2 separate regions of the Triticum aestivum genome follow, and region 2 is linked to region 1. Evidence: chromatin contacts called from public Hi-C data. All regions are on one chromosome and are shown on one strand. Each heading gives the region's core, a stretch centred on a gene start, on an enhancer-like site or on the middle of the called end of the contact. The rest is flanking DNA. Distances are from core to core; before and after follow the strand shown. Region 1 holds the start of LOC123096068 (calcineurin B-like protein 3). Region 2 holds the start of LOC123096069 (protein DETOXIFICATION 29).

What was found. Hi-C and Micro-C count contacts between places; a contact is called where the count stands out from the background.
Region 2: a contact with region 1 is called in a Hi-C map of leaf, with 3 times the contacts expected there. The contact joins the promoter of LOC123096069 here to the promoter of LOC123096068 in region 1. A contact is called at or near these places in 2 of 5 Hi-C or Micro-C datasets (both in leaf).

What each region holds. Positions count from the first base shown.
Region 1 is chr4D:44,761,296-44,764,757 of IWGSC CS RefSeq v2.1, forward strand. It overlaps LOC123096068 (calcineurin B-like protein 3), which reads right to left and starts at 2,096. Exons shown (of 8, transcript XM_044517664.1): 1 at 1,636-2,096; 2 at 1,425-1,507; 3 at 1,261-1,320; 4 at 466-574. The coding sequence starts at 1,756.
Region 2 is chr4D:44,972,568-44,976,246 of IWGSC CS RefSeq v2.1, forward strand. It overlaps LOC123096069 (protein DETOXIFICATION 29), which reads left to right and starts at 1,676. Exons shown (of 8, transcript XM_044517665.1): 1 at 1,676-2,082. The coding sequence starts at 1,885.

The sequences.
Region 1 (3,462 bases), core at 846-3,345:
AGGTAGAGGGTGCATTATGTCATTTAAAATAATAAATATATAAAATTCTGCAGACCAGATGTGGCTAGATAATGCAGTAACACATGTCATTCCTTTTATATTTACTTTCTTCCTTACTGTAAAATATAACATATTTTTATGCAATTAGCGTGTTGACTGAACCATGTAATGTAATTTTGAAAGGTATAAGAACTTTGAAATAGCCTTTGCAACATATCGACATGTTCAGTTCTGTTAAATAATTATCCATTTTTATTACATACTCCCTCCGTCCCGAATTACTTGTCGCAGAAATGGATGTATTATACGTCTAGATACATCCATTTCTGCGACAAGTAATTAGGGAGGGAGGGAGTATTACCATACATGTAGTTGTGTCATTTTTATAGTACAAAATTTTCACTAATCTACTGCCATATTTAAAGTTAAGCTAACTATGCAAATGTCATGATTCTCTGAACTTACAGTCAATTTTCTCTTCAGGAGGGGCACTTGGATGAAATACTGATAGCGCACGGGCGAATTCTTCAAATCCTAGAATTCCGTTGTGTTTTGTGTCAAATAAATCAAAGACCTACAAGAACAGGGAAAATGTTGAGAGAAATACACTAGCATATTATGTATCAACTATCAACATCATTCCCGCTTCACTGTTTCTCCTATGCACACAAATTTACTAAATGGATAAATAATAGAGGTTTAAGTTATCACTGCAATGCCTGACTGGATGGTGTATATATGTGGCTTCGATGTGAGTCACTGTGAACAGCTTTTATGAAGAGTTTTTTTTCATAAGGAACTGTTAGCATGTGCAGTGCTATGATCTTAATATATATGATCATAACTTTCAATTAAACAGATAGTTTTACTTCCAGTCTTAGCTAGTAAAGCTGGTGCAATTCTATTGACAATTAAGTGTCCCCAGAAAGTGGTGACTACATTTCCTTCCAGGCTTTTTAAATCATCTGTTTCTTATTTTGCATATCACCATACATGTACTTGTGTACCCAAAAATCCTGCACGATTCTACAATTAGGCAGATGCCATTCGCCATATATAGCTCATGATTCCTACAGAATGTTAAACATTGCTTCTTTCTCTCCAAGGTCCAAATAATATGTCAAAAAAGGAGAGTGAGAGTGACTCCACAGTAATGACATCAAAATTATACCAAAAAGAAGAAGAAGAGAAAACAACAGAAAGGCATTTCCACTGTACAAACAGCAAATTCGTGTTCACATGTGTGTAATGTGGGCTTACACGATCAGCAAACAAACTCTCCTTCTTACTGGTCTTGAAAAGCGCCAACTGAAACTCCTCCTGCACCATGTCAACGCACAGGCATCGCAATTCAGGTTATTCGTCACTCATCATATATACTACATTAATTTTACTTTCAACGAAATGGGTGTTGATCCACTAACCTTGTTGATCAGCCCGTCGTCTATCACAGCACTGCTGATCTTCTTGAACAGCTCGTACAGCGCTTCGACCTCACTGACGCTGACTGCACGCAAATCACATTACACAATCACAAGATAAACAGAGCACAATGAAACGCTGCTTGGGCTAGCAAGAGAACTATTCTTAGATAGACGTCATTAATAGCAAAGAGAGCTGGTGGCGCGGACATACACACGGTCTCCCTGGCGAGGACTTCGGGATCCTCCAGGCCCTTGGGCTGCTTGAGGTCGATGTCGCAGCACTTGAGGAGCACGCCGCCCAGGTGCCTCACCCCCTCCAGGCACTGCAACATGGTGGTGGCACCACTGCGCGCCGCAACCGTCCGTCAACGCCCGTCTCTCTCTCTCCAGGGTGGGCGCCGCGCAATCCGCGGGGCTAGCCGCAAATCGGGACCCCGCGGGCGGTGGACTGGATTTGGCCGAACGAGCCGAGCGGCCACGCGGGGGGCGGCGTGGCTGGAGGATCGCGGCTGGGTTTCCCGATGCGGCGCGGAGCAGAGGGGCGGCCGGAGGGGGTCGCCGCGGGGTTCCTGTTGTTGGCGCCGCCGTCGCCGTCGATGCCGCAGTCGTCGGCTGGTGGTGCGATTGGTATGGGCTGGAACGGATTGGATCGGGGATTTCTCTTATTTATTTATTTTCCTTTTTGCGTGTGCGTGTTCCCGTTGTTGCGTTTGCGATTTTGAATTTTTCCCTTTTGGCGAGTCGTGACTAGCTAGGTCGGCGCAATCCCCTCCCTTGCTATTCGATCCAACGGAGGAAGTGCGGGCACGTTGTGTTTACAGGTTCATAGACACCGCGAGGTCTTTCATTTTATTTTGAGATATACATGAGCTAGTTGTCGGTGCTACGCCACGGAACCATGAGAAACAAGGTAAAACTCAAGAGCCTCTACGCCAACTTAGATGGGGTTTGACAGTTGGCACAGATAAGATTAGTGACGTGAGAAGCCATAAGATGATTGAGGGGAGTGAGACGATAAAGGAAGAGTGATTCGGGAAGGGTCTGCTGGGAAGGGCGTACAAGTTTTTATGTTATTTTGCGATGGATACTAGCAAGTTGAGAGTGCTACTCCACGGAACCATGGGAAACAAGGTAGAATTTGATTTACTCAACAGCCTCGTACGCCAACTTAGATTGGGTTTGGCAGTTGCACGGATGAGATTAGCGACGGAAGAAGGCACGAGATGATTGAGGGCGAGACACGATAAAAGAAGGGTGATCCTGGAAGGGTATATTGGACGGGCGTGCAAGTTTTTTTGCGATGAAATTAGTTTACTTAAGAGCCTTGTGGGTCAACTTCAATGGGGTTTGATAGTTGGCGCGGATGAGATTAGTGACGGAGGCACATGATGATTGAGGGGCAAGACATGATAAAAGAAGGGTGATTTTGGAAGGGTATATTGGACGGGCGTGCAAGTTTTTTTTGATGAAATTAGTTCACTCAAGAGCCTCGTGGGTCAACTTGGATGGGGTTTGATAGTTGGCGCGGATGAGATTAATGATGGGGGGAGGCACGGAATGATTGAGTGGCGCGAGAGGATAGAATGAGAAGGATTTGAAAAGGGTCTAGTTTGCCATGACGAAACAATCAATTCTTCGCATCTCATCTTGTATATTACAGACAAGTAAGCCGTGGTAGCCAAACCGCTATTTTTTTGGAAAAAAGCACTTCACTCTATTTAGAAAAGGGTTTGGTAGTTGGCGCGAATGAGATTAGTGATGGGAGAAGGCACGGGATGAAGAATAGAGTGAAGTGTTTATATGGGTTTTTATTGTCCCACCTTTGTGGGTTGATAAAAGGAAGACTAAAAGAATAGTGAACATATTAAGATCAACTCTCATAACTAAAATATAATATGTGTGCAATCTACTTGTAACGAAACAATAACTACACGTTCACATTTATCAAAAAGAGATATACCAAGTAGTGCATTCGAATATTTGAACTGGATAATTCATAATGATGCATGAATACAAGTACACCATGTGTTGCAAGTAG
Region 2 (3,679 bases), core at 426-2,925, 210 kb after region 1:
GGACTTGCCCAACAGCAAGTGCCATTGATAAGTGGCATTTCATCAAAGAGTTTGTGACTGATCAGTGTCATTTGCTCTTGGGCAAATGTCCCTGACCAGTGCCATTTTGCAAAAAGTTTGTGCACTAATACTTGTCATCTTACCTGACAAGATATTGAAGACTGACTGGGATGTGCCGGGAGGAGGAGCTCAGGTGGTGGCCGGAGCTGAGCGCGCCGAGGATTTCATCCCCACGAACAGGTGGCTCAGGAAGGTAGACCTGCCTGGCAGGATCGCCTTCATGAGCGTGCCTCGTTCAAGGGGACGATCTCCGAGGCAGGGCCACGAGGATGGGGCCAGGGAGCCGATGCGCTTCTACCAGCAGATCAAGGACAACGAGGACCTCGCCATGCTCGTCGTGTCTCCCAAGTTCGTGGAGGTGATGAACACCTGGCTGGTCATCAAGCGGCTCCCTCGCGTCGTCAGGCTGTCGGCGAACAAGCGGTGCGTGTTCTGGGTGCAGGTGCAGAACTTCGAGGGGCACATGGTGCTTGGCCGGGGCTGGAACTACTTCTGCCGCCGCCACCGGATCGTCCCCGGCGACCTCGTCGTTGTGCGCATCTCCGGACTCGGACTGAAGGTTCAGATCTACAACCACGACTCCTCGGTGATGTGCAGGTTTCGTTGCACCAGGCACAATTGCGTTGGTAACATCGAGCAGGCTATGTAGTTAACTTAAGTAAGGTGTTAGTGGAGAACTTTTATGGTGTGTGGCGAGACTTGTGCTGGAACTTGTTCATATTTTGGCCAGGAGCAGCACCCTGGCGTGGAGCAGGGAAGGAGGATGCCCCTGCTTTTAATCTAGACTTATGCTATATAGTTAAGTAGTTTGCTGTCTTTTCCTTGCTTGCTGTGTTAAGTTTGTTGTCATTACATTGCTTGCTTTGTTTGATCTTGCTGTTCTGCTGTTGCTGTTGTGCTGATCATGTGGTGGTAAGGCCACCACATTTGAATGGGGTGAGCAGAACACAAACGCTGTTTGCAACCAAACAGCTGCAGTTTGCATCTGCTCACACCCTAAGCACAAAAACGGCAACCAAACAGCAGGGGGGTAAATGCCTCTTCATGCGATGCAGGCAACCAAACAGATTGCATCTGCTGCATATATGAGGCTGCATTTCATCAACCAGACTGACTGAAAATGGACATGCAATGCAACTACTGTTGCAAACTGCAACCAAACACGCCCTTAATGCTGCCATTGATGCACATCTTTTTCGCTGTTGGACACGCCAGTCATGATCCGATGATCGATGGAACCCTATGAAATCAGAGGAAGTCCACAACACTGGTTGCCGTGCTCCATCCCAGTCCACATCACTCGACCCACCTACCCACACGACCCGCCTCACACGGACCCGAAGGCCGGAAGTACCACATCACTTTCACTGCCGATGGGCCTGGCCACCCACTCGTCACCTGTAATCACCCTGTGCACGAGGCCCAGTTTCGTCAAACAATCGACGCATTAACAGCCAATCAATAGCTAGTACGTACTACATCTGTGTGTACTACTGTGTAGTGTGTACTCTCATGTAGTAGTAGCATCAGCAGAGATAGTGGCTGAAGACTTGAAGGCACGGGCACCGAATATGCCCGAGTTTGGAAGAAGCCTATAAATAACAAGAAGCTAGCTTTGCTTCGTTAGCTTTAGCTAGCTAACTCTGGAACTTCTCCCACATCCATCTTCCTCCTCTGTTCAAGAGCACCGGCCAGGAGTTCATAGACACCGCACCGAGTGAGGTGCAGGAGGGTTGGGCAGGTGGAGTTGGAGTAGCTGCCCCGCCCGCCGCCGGCCTGATACACGTCGTCGTCGGGCGCCGGCCGGCCGGAGGGATCAAGTTGATGGGGAAGATGGTGGGCAAGAGCTGGCAGGAGTCGAGGCTGCTGTGGCACATCGCGTTCCCGGCGATCCTGACCGCCGTGTTCCAGTTCTCCATCGGCTTCGTCACCGTCGGCTTCGTGGGGCACATCGGCGAGGTCGAGCTCGCCGCCGTCACCGTCGTGGAGAACGTCATCGAGGGCTTCGCCTACGGTGTCCTGGTACGCACGCCACAAGCCAACCAACTCGCATATATGCTAACGCGCATTGCTGCTTTTTGCTAGCTAGCTCATAGATAGATAGATACGTATATGCATGTGCTTAGATGCCTCCATTCCATCTGTTAATTTGCACCAATTAACTTGGCAAAATTTTGGCGAAATCTAGTCGCACGTACGGATGCAGCATGTCTAAGTGCATGTCATAACTCTTGATTAACTGGATCATGTGTCGATCAATTCAAATAGGTTGTTAATTAGACTGCAGAATTTGTGATAGGTTAGCACTCGTAATCAAGATGCATGAAGCGCAGCTAGTAGGTGTATACAGCTGATTAATTAAGCTAGCTAGTGGCGAGCAATGTGCCGTGCTAATGTAGGGTGGTTTGCACGTCCCCATCTAGGTCAGACTCCCGTGCGTCGCAAATTAACACCCGAGTTTGTTCCTTCCCTTGGAGACTTGGGTCAGCAGGACGCCAGTAGAAACAAGGATTGATTGGTCATGCGCATAACCAAATTAATAAGGAACTAATAACATGTCTCTCTGTGCGTGCTTGCTTAACCATAATAAAACTTGTAGAGATATAAAGAAGAGCCTAACATTGTGACCGATACTACGTACGAGCTTACGCATGCATGAACTGGAGTACTGGGGCTAGTAGTAGTGATTGTTTAATTCTCAGTTTGCCTAGTGATCGAGACACCATACCCGGGCTGGCTGGCTGGCTGCTGGCCATAAGTACCATCGATCGATCAAGCTATAAGGATTATGTTGTGCAAACATGTGTGCTCGCGTGTGCGTGCGCGTGTTCTCTACTCCTATTGTCCTAAAATGTAAGACGGATTTTGACACTAGTGTGTAGCTCGGAATCGAGAAAAAGCCGGCTCTGGCTAAGGGATCACATGCGAAAAAGATTACCAATGGCACGTGGTGAGCCATGTGTGTCGACCTAGCTATATCTAGGTGCCTGACCGCCCACCTAGCTGGTAATTGTGCGGTGGTCGACACTGCACCGTGCAGGGGCATCCATCCAACCATGCAAGTAAAGAGCCGTGCTTTCCTTTTTTTTAACACCGGTGAAAGCAGCAAGATTGCGTTAGAAAACAAACTTCTGCATTTGCTGGAACCTGCAAGTTAAAGTACAGACGCTCCCTCCAGATCTACCTCAGAAGTTTCGGTGCAGCTGCGTGCACACAGAGGCAGTACGTGTCGTGCGTGCTCATCACTCGTCGTACGTGCCGCTGCCGCCACACCCACTTTCGTCGTGCCAGTGGCCAGCCAAATTCGGGCTGGGTTGACCGATGAGCGAACGAGGAACAAGGACGAGACGCCACGACACGTCGGAGGAAACCATTTCGGGTTTCCCGGCGGTCGTTTTCCGTCGTTCGGTGCACGGGGAAAAGTAGATGAATGCACCCGAACGATCGGTGAACGACAACGTACTCCATCCGAACTCGAGCCACGGAAACGTGGGGATTGTGGGTGGCGCCGTATGCCGCCGCCGGAGTAGTGCATGTACACATACGGCGCATACATATCGTTCGTTTTGGCCATTTCATTATTTGTACCTTTTTTTCCAAAAGGAGGGCATATTCCTCG